Regions from separate parts of the Arachis hypogaea genome. Here region 1 is linked to region 2. Evidence: chromatin contacts called from public Hi-C data. All regions are on one chromosome and are shown on one strand. The core of a region is the stretch at or near the end of the contact, and the rest is flanking DNA. Distances in the headings are between cores, read along the strand shown. Region 1 holds the start of LOC112743474 (phosphatidylinositol:ceramide inositolphosphotransferase 1). Region 2 has its middle 10 kb from the start of LOC112740446.

The links. A called contact is a pair of places that touch in the nucleus more often than the background predicts.
Region 1: a Hi-C map of leaf shows a contact between it and region 2, with 1.7 times the contacts expected there. The contact joins the promoter of LOC112743474 here to the enhancer-like site in region 2. A contact is called at or near these places in 2 of 8 Hi-C or Micro-C datasets (both in leaf).

The regions. Positions count from the first base shown.
Region 1 is chr14:89,988,561-89,993,394 of arahy.Tifrunner.gnm2.J5K5, forward strand. LOC112743474 (phosphatidylinositol:ceramide inositolphosphotransferase 1) reads left to right here and starts at 1,462. Exons shown (of 12, transcript XM_025792686.3): 1 at 1,462-1,985; 2 at 2,123-2,212; 3 at 2,746-2,832; 4 at 2,948-3,016; 5 at 3,371-3,451; 6 at 3,956-4,027; 7 at 4,147-4,207; 8 at 4,302-4,404; 9 at 4,491-4,586; 10 at 4,671-4,717. The coding sequence starts at 1,947.
Region 2 is chr14:89,867,791-89,872,343 of arahy.Tifrunner.gnm2.J5K5, forward strand. No RefSeq gene overlaps it. Among protein-coding and RNA genes, the nearest start is that of LOC112740446, 10 kb to the right of the region's middle. Within about 2 kb of position 1,706, at least 2 of the 3 cell types and tissues checked have open chromatin away from gene starts, as enhancers often do.

The DNA.
Region 1 (4,834 bases), core at 212-2,711, 120 kb after region 2:
CAACTGAAGTTAATTTTATGTGAAATTAATAGTTAAAAATTATTAAATAATAATTTAATCAAATCTATTAAATTATTTAATAATTTTCAATTTTTAATTTCATATAAAATTAACTCCACCTAAATTTTCACCATATTTTTTTTTATTATATTTTTGTGTATGTGTTTCTGTCTCTCCCCTATATTTTAACCTTTGAGCGAGGAACATTATCTAACCAAACAGAACCTATTTTTAATTGGACATTTTTTAATCAACAATGATCACGCCATATATATATGTGTGGCAACACGAGTAATCTTTCTGCTTCCTTTTTTTTCCCTTTGATATGAGAACAATCAATAACTCTTCGTAGTTTATGCTTTATTTTGCTTTTGTATTTCCAATATTTAAAGAAGAGCATCAAAACATAGTTTTTGCATCTCATCTCTTTGCATTATATTTGAGGAATACCCCTATAGAAACTATCGCAAATTCACATTGGACATTCTATTAAGCTAGTTCAATATTTTGTGTATTTAGTTTTATTTCTTTTGTCCATCACTTTATATATTTTTTTTTGGGGATGTTGCATGTGATGTTAGTACAATTATAGATAGTATTAAATGGAAAAGTAGGTTAAGATAAGAGTTAATTATTCAGTAAACTATTATTATTCACGACTTTAAAAGATAAAAATAAGATTTTAATAAAAAAAATATGAACTAAATCAATGCGCATCAAATTTTTCATATGGTTATTTTGACAAAACTATCCAATTAATGACTCATTTTTAGATAGTTTTGTTAAATTAATGCAATCTATCTTTAATAGTAAGTATTGTATAAAGTTAGTTAAATATTCTACATTATATGTAATTCAACAAAATTTGTTATTTTCAAAATTTAAAAGCAAAACCTTTCGGTGATTTGTTCAAATGCTAACGCATAAATTTTCCTTAAAAGTGAAGCCATTTCCTAAAAATTCATAAATTTTCAAAAAATTATTTTTTTATTATATTATACACACATAAAAAATCAGTTGTATATATAAAATATATATTAACATGCTAAAATTACTGTTTCTTTGTATTTAATTATTTATATACATTTATAAGAAAAATACACTATGTATTTAATAAAATGATATATATAGAAAACGAAGATACAATTAAGGCTATTGTTGTCTTTATCCATAAATGAGAGTTTCTTAGTAAGAAGAAGAAGAAGGAGAGAGAAAGGGTTGCGACTTGGAGGGTCAAAGGAGGAAAAGTATATATGTCTAATCTAGAAACCACCCACTTTCTCACTCCACAATCTCACCTTCCCTGTTTTTTCGTTTTTCAATTCAAACTCCAAAACTAAAAAGTCCTCTATTTTAGTATTTTGTTTTTTTGTTTTTTTTCTCCTAATAAACAATAAAATAGAAAAAAACAAAAAAAAGGAAGTTGCTTTTATATATAGTTTCGTTTCTCTTCGTCTTCTCAAAACTATCTCTCTCCGTGTTCATCTCGCGTTGCATTATAGTCAAGGCGAGGCGAGAAAACTCGAAGAGAATAGATTAGAGAATAGAATTAGAATTTCACGCATTGAAGAAGAAGAAGGAGAAGAAACAGAAAAAGGAAAAGAAAAATACCCAGAGAGATAGATAAAGAGAAAAGAGAGAATACAGAGAAAGCAAAAAGCCCAAGCTACCCCTTTGATCGGTTTCGGAGAAAGGGGGAACTTGGTTTCTTTTGTGAATCGTCTTCTGGGTTCTCTCTATCATTTTTATCTTTCTGGGCTTCACTTTTTTGTCTTAATCAAATCCTCTTCTCTCTGTGTTCTTTTGAATAATACTCATTTCTTCGTGGTGGGAATATAAACAAAAGAAGGAAAGAAAGAAAGAAAGAAAGAATAGAATATTGAAGTGGTGCTCACAACATCGTAATCATCAATAACAACGCCAGAAGCTACATAGCAAGGACAAGGATGAAAATGTCGCTTTACATTGGTCGCGAGGCTTCCAAGGTAGGTTGGTTGGTTCGGTGTTTTCAATGCTTATTGTAGCTTGTTCTTATTGTTATGTTATCATGTTTTATTATTGATTATGGATAAAAAAAATGAAAGTAATGAGTGTTGTTTTTGAATGTATGAATAATGTGTAGCTATGGAAGAGAGCTTCTGCGGAGGCAGTTACAGAGGGAATCCTCCTTGCCGATAATTGGAAGTACCTTCTCGCTGGTATTTTCTGTCAGGTATCATGAATTATGAAAATATCAAGTACATCTTTTTTAAGGAAAAAAGAAAAATAAAATTTAATTTGTGGGAGTAGTTATCGCATGTGGTTGTGGAGAGTCTGGCAACGTTCCTTGAACGCTAAAAAACGTGTTTTTTTTTTTTTGTTTTGTTTTTGTGTGTGAACTTTTTTTTTTCTTTTTCAATTGGTGTGCTTACTTTAATAACCAAGTCATTTACGGTTATTGTAGAAATCGTAATTGCCTTAAATTTGAATAACAGAAACCTCTCTTCATAATTGTGTTCCCTCGCATTTGAAATGCTCATCATTGGCACACAACTAATGTACTCCAATAATTTTATTATTATTTTCTTCTTAAAAATGAATGGAATTCATTCGCTAAAGTTGCTTTAAGAATCTGTCAAGCTGTTTTGAATTTCTCTTTTAATAAAAATAAGAAAGAATCTAATTTAAATGCGCAATTACTTTCTTTTAATATTTGATGTCCAAAACTAAATATGTATTGAGCTTTTTTATTTTTATTTTACACAGTACCTTCATGGTTTGGCTGCACATGGAGTTCATTATTTACATAGACCCGGTCCTACATTACAGGATACTGGATTCTTCCTTCTTCCGGTTTGTAGTACTCTCTCTCTCTCTCTCTCTCTCTCTCTCTCTCTATATATATATATATATATATATATATACATACTGAATATTCCATTCTAATTTGGTGTTGCTGATGTCACAGGAACTTGGCCTCGAGAGAGCTTATGTTAGTGAAACGTTGTTTACCTTTATCTTCGTATCTTTTATCTTGGTAAGTCTTCTCTCTATAAACACAAATGGTTACATTCAAAACTAATTAGTGTTTGTTTTTTGAAATAGGAAACATTCCTTTTATTTCAAATTCAATGCCATTTTTACTATTCTTTATTAGGTATATTAAAAAATCAAGGTATATTTAAATGTAAGAGTAAAGTATTGTTTTAGTCTCTAATATTTAGGTTAAATTCTAATTTTGTTCTGAACGTCTGAAATGTTCTATTCTTTTTTCATATATTTCATTTTGTCCAATTTTAATTTCTCAGTGAAAATTAAAACACAGAAATGAGTTTTTTTTTCTTTCTTTTCTTCCAATTTTTTTTTTTAAATGTGGTTTATGCTTCTGCAGTGGACATTTCACCCATTCATATTCAAGAACAAAAAGATCTACACAGTTCTACTATGGTGCAGGGTTCTAGCTTACTTAGTTGTAAGTGTTTTCCTTCTCATTTGTTTAATGAAGCATTTTGCGTAACATTATTACTTTTATTTTTACAACTATAAAAGGTCGAGTGCTTAGATTCAATGATGACAGATAATTTCATTAGTGTGTTCAACATAAAAATGCAGTTCTTAACCAACAATAATTGTAACGTCTATTATTAAAGCAATGTCATGATTTGACAAACAAGTGATGCTTCCATGCATTTGTCTAATAGCTTTAGAATAGAAATGTGAAGAGACTTCTGTGGTCCCTTCATTTGATTTGTTCTTTTCCCTGTTAAGTTGTGCAAGTTATGTTTAATGCTTAATATAGTGCAACTAAGCCTTATCGGACTGGATGGGGTAGAAAATTAAGTTTAATGCTTAATATTTTGTGTATTTTAAGAATCAAAATCAAAATGGTGTATTCAAGAACTTGCAAGAGAATAAATTTGTAATATATTGCAACTTTCTGATTATTTTTTGGCTCCTCTGTAATTCTTTACTGCAGGTTTGTCAAGCTCTTCGCGTAGTGACATTTTACTCTACACAGCTTCCTGGTCCAAATTACCATTGCCGCGAGGTATATCGAAATCACTATTTTCGAATGTGTTGCAATAAAAGTTTTTTTTTATGCGTATGAGTTAATTTTTTCTTAAACAATCTTTTAAATTTAAGAGTTTTTCTATTGTGATGATACAGGGATCTCCTTCTGCTAGGCTACCTCCTCCAAAAGATGCCATAGAAATCATAACAATTAATTGTTAGTATAGTATTATTGCATTGAATTTGTTTAGCTTTAATGCCATCTCGCGATTGTTTTGATTTGGTTCTGATTTGATTTTGTCATCGCGCAGTTCCTGATGGTTTGGTACATGGCTGTGGAGACTTGATATTTTCATCACACATGATCTTCACTCTTGTCTCGGTTATCACGTATTACAGATATGGCACAATCAGGTACAACAAATTTCTATCAGATTGTGTTGTGTTATGTTTTAAGTTTTGACTGATGACTTAATTGTGATTTTTGGGAACCTCCACAGGTTTATTAAGCAGCTAGGGTGGGTTCTTGCAGTAATCCAGAGTCTTTTGATCATTGCATCGCGCAAACATTACTCGGTCGATGTAGTTGTTGCCTGGTGAGGAGCCTTTTTCGTCTCCTACGTGAACTGATTCTGATCCATGTCCTTCTTGTAAGTTAATGCTTTCTTGATTCCTTGCAGGTACACGGTTAATTTGGTTGTATTTTTTGTTGAGAAGAAATTGCCAGGTTAGTGCATTTGTACATAATAATTGTTAAAATAGTACATGTTTGTTGAACACTTAAATTTTGGTAATCTATGTTCATTCATTTGTTTGTACATTATAGCCGTCTCTCATGGGCTGT
Region 2 (4,553 bases), core at 456-2,955:
ACAGGATATGATGGATATTGTCGAGTGCGTGCCATTAGTCGTGGATCTACCACAAGTTCCCGACTTTCTGTCCTGTCAAATGCAACATTCTCAGATTTTCTCTTGCTTCAAGGTAGTTATTTAATATTTTTGTTGTAATAATAAGAATGTGCAATATTAAAAACTAACTGAAATTTTTTTCGGTTATTAGGTTGGCATGACTTGGTAGGACAACCATCATGACAGAGGTCTTAGATTGCGGCGTAGGATGGATGCCCTAAGGTTTGACGAGTTATGATGTTTCGAATCTTCATATGTTATTCACAAATTACTCTTCTAGTACTAAATATAGTATTATACGTGTTTTCAGTTTCGGTGGACACCGTACGATGATCCCTAGCTACTGCAGATGACACCCGACCGGATTAGTCTGCCATGTACATCAAACATTATACTGACGTGCTTATCTTCTTCAACCCAAAACGTCCTATTTTTTTAAAACCTCCACTAGACAGCGTTGATATGAATCTATATGCTACTCAGCTAACCTCCTTCGAACCGATTAATTGCTCCCATGTTGATCAAGATAACATTCTTAAGCACATCTAGAGAATCAATACGGAAGTGCGCAGTATCACAGTTGAATTGCACTCAAATATTACTCCCTCATCACCATTTCTAATGATTCCATTATGATAAACTATTAAAAAAAAAACTGGTTACTAACCTTTTTTTTTTTGAAAAGAAGGAAAGGAAGAATAGATAGCATAAAGATGGATGTAGAATGGATTGCACAAGAAGTTGCATATAGAGATATTTTCGTATCTAGAGTTCAAAGACCCCTATTTATTTAAGCACGTATCCCGGATACAGTGCCACCATACTTATTATGGATGTATCTCGAGTACAGTACCATAAAATTTCTTAAGGCTCTATCTCGGATGCAGTGCACCCGACTTGTGCACGTATTTTAATATTGCTTGTATCCTGGGTATAGAATAACTGAGTTGTGTTTTTTTAGGTTTTGGTACCTTTGTATCCGGGATGTATAAGGTTAACATAAATGCGTAAATACGCTATAAATTACACATTTTTGTAAATATTATATTTAAATAATTTAAATAAAAAAATCTCTTTTCTCCATTGTATCATGTTATATTGGAGAAACACACCGGCTATTCGCTCCAGAGTTAGCACCTTTTCACTGCCTCCGACTCAGCATCGTATCGTGGCCATCAAGTTATGTATTTTTCAAGGTGAAGTAACCCGAATTTAGATTCTCTAAAGTGAAGAAGTTGGTAAAGTAGTAAAATGGGGAGTTAATTACCATTAATTTTGTAACTTTTATAAAATATATGTTCTATTATCTTAATTTAAGAGTGATTAATTTTTCACTTTACTATTTTACCAACTTTTTTACTTTAAAAAATTTTCATTCAAGTAGTCTAAAATTTTTATTTTGTTCTTAAAAAATAAATAAATATTGTGAACAATTTCATAAATATTTTTATTTTATTTGAAGAATATACTTTAAGTTGATTTTGAAATATTATTTTATCATCTATACTAACTAATAGTTAGCAGATAATACCACAACAAATTATTTATTTAAATAAAATATTAAAAGAAAGATAAAAGAGCAGAGGAAAACATATACAGCCTTGGGTTGAGATTTAGTCACCCAAAAAAATATATATATACAGCCTTGGGACGTTGCTCACAACAAAAGTTGGGCGGTAGATTCTCTTGAAAGAGGAGCCAAGTATAAAACCAACGGCCCATTAAGCTTTCATACTATTTCTAGCCCAACTCAGAAAATTATATTTGTATAATAATGATTCCTTCTTTTTCTTTTAAAATTTTGCAAGACTTTATATTACAATTAAACAATGTCACTCTAGCAAAACTGACAACCTACGTTATGGGATACTTAATTTTAGAAGCTTGTGCATCTCGGTACGTTGGTCAAAATTGACCACAAATTCATAATGTATAATATTAGGACATTTTACTGTATAGATTGACGTAATATAAAAAAAAAATAAATTTTTTTATAATTATTTTAATTATTTTATTATTATTTAAAATATCAGTCCTACCTTTTTCAATTTTTTTTTTATCTCATAAAAAAAAAGATCGATAAACTTATATTTTTATTGTATAATTTAGCATAATATTAATGTTATTAACGGTGCGCTTTACACTAAAAACATGTGATCAAATAAGTTATTCTTTCTCTTAAAAAAAATACACGAATCGAGACGTCAAATCCCTCCTAATTGTGGCCTGTATCTTTCTTTTCTAAAATTTGTAAACAAAATTAAAGAACAATAAAAACTGTATATAATATATCTGATATAAAATAATACAAATTAAATCTAATTGAAAAAGTGCATTAAAACTCACATTTTTTCCTAGCCAGCCAAATTATTTCAGTTGAATATAACAGTGAAAAAATTTTATAATTCAGTAGTGTCTATAATCTTGTGATTCATATATACACACACAAATTTTGTATAACAAAATTTATTTCTGAAATCTTGTGAACATTAATTGTCATTAAACAAATTAAATACAGAAAAAATTTAGATAATTACTAAAACGTAAATATGTAAAGGGAGAAATGATTATACTAAGTAATTAAAATGTTGTATTATATATGTATTCTAACTTATATTTTTAAAATTAATTCATAACTAAATTTAAGACTGAATTTAATTTAAATTTAAATTTAAATTTTAGATTTGATTTGAATCTAGCAAGATTTAAAATATGAATTCTTACCGCTAACTGAAAGGATGAAGATGAGCAACATTATAACCTAATTTTATTAGGTTATCAGCACGTGTTATTTTTAGATCTTTCTATTTTTGTTCGCTTGATTTTTTTTATTTTTGTCATTGCTTTGACATACTTATTTAGAGTTTAATTAATTAATTAATTATTTTAATTTTGAGGTCTGCTACACATTTAAGTCTTCCTCTTTTTTCTCTTCTTTCTCTTTCTCTTTCTCCTTTTTCTTTATCTTTTTTCATTATGGTCATCGTCACCACCACTATATCCAGTGGCGGAACTTGAAACCAAATTTTGGGGGGGCCAGCTAGAAAATAATTGTCAAAATATTTTTGATATGAACCCCATTTAAGATAAGCTCGTCTAATCTCATCTCTTTGGTTTGGGTGATATTGCCAAATTTAAAGCTGTTTTTCAAGATCTCGTTCCAAAAACTTAAGGCTAAAGTCATCGGATGTAACTTTTTGAACTTTTGAAGGTTATATCTCACTTTCTTCATGATTCATTAAAGTAGAAGAACTATCTACAGGTGTTGATATTGTAAAAGTTATATGTTCTCTTTCTTAAATATTAGTCTTCCTCTTAAAAAATATATCAATTCTTTGATTTTTCATTATTATTTTATATAAAAATTTGAATATATATCTTGTAAAATATGTAAAGAAGAAGTTAGAAGGACAAATATTAAAATTTATAATATTTATTGAATTTTTTTATCAATTTATACAAATACAATAATATTAATACTTATTGAATATTCTATTATTTTTTATCATATAAAAATTAAATTAAATAAATAAAAAAGATCTAATTTTTTATATTTGAACTTAAAAATAGAGAGAGTGTTGTTTATTGAACTTATTAGATACTTTAAGTCATAGTAAAGTATTTAAGTCAATTGAACTATTTTTTATCTTTTGAAAAAGTACTACTAAGTTTTTTATAAAAAGTTTGGGGGGGCCATGGCCCCCCTTGTCTGAACTAAGCTCCGCCACTGACTATATCATCACATCCATCTCCTCTTCTTCCTTCTCCTCCTCCTCCTCCTCCTGTTTCTTTTTTATTTGAATTTCTTTGATTTCCTCCTTTCTTTTCTTCTTTTTCCTCCATTATCATTATAGTCATCACCAACAACACCAACATTTTTCTAACATCTTTATTGATTCTGATTCTCTATGGTCACGTCATTAAATAATTTCGGAATCGAAAATATTATCAAAACAAAATCATTGTATAATATCAAATGAACTGAAAATTGTCCATTATATAAATTTGAATTCAGAAATACTTGCGTATCAAATGAACAAAAAATATTATCAAAACGAAATCATTGTATACTATCAAATGAACCGAAAATTGTCCATTATATAAATTCGAATTCACAAACAAGTCAATTTTGAACAAAAATTCATCCAAATTAATTTTAGATTAAACAATGTCATCAATATGACAAAAATTCGATGATAACGATAATGACGATACGTATTAGAAGAAGACAATAACGATAACGATGATGATAATGCATGATAATGGAGGAAAAAGATAAAAAAGAAGAAGGAGATGAAATTTCAATACGAGGACGAGGAGGAGAAGGAGGAGGTGTTGTTAGTGATAACGGTAACGAAATTGAAAAATAATAAAAAAGGAGAAAAAGAAGAAGACGTAGTATTTGAAATGAAGAAGAAAAAGTGCAAGAGGAGAAGAAAATTAAAAAAAGAAATGCATAACTCAAATAATTTGGATGAACTTAAATGTTCAAATTGTTTGGATGTGGAGAATTA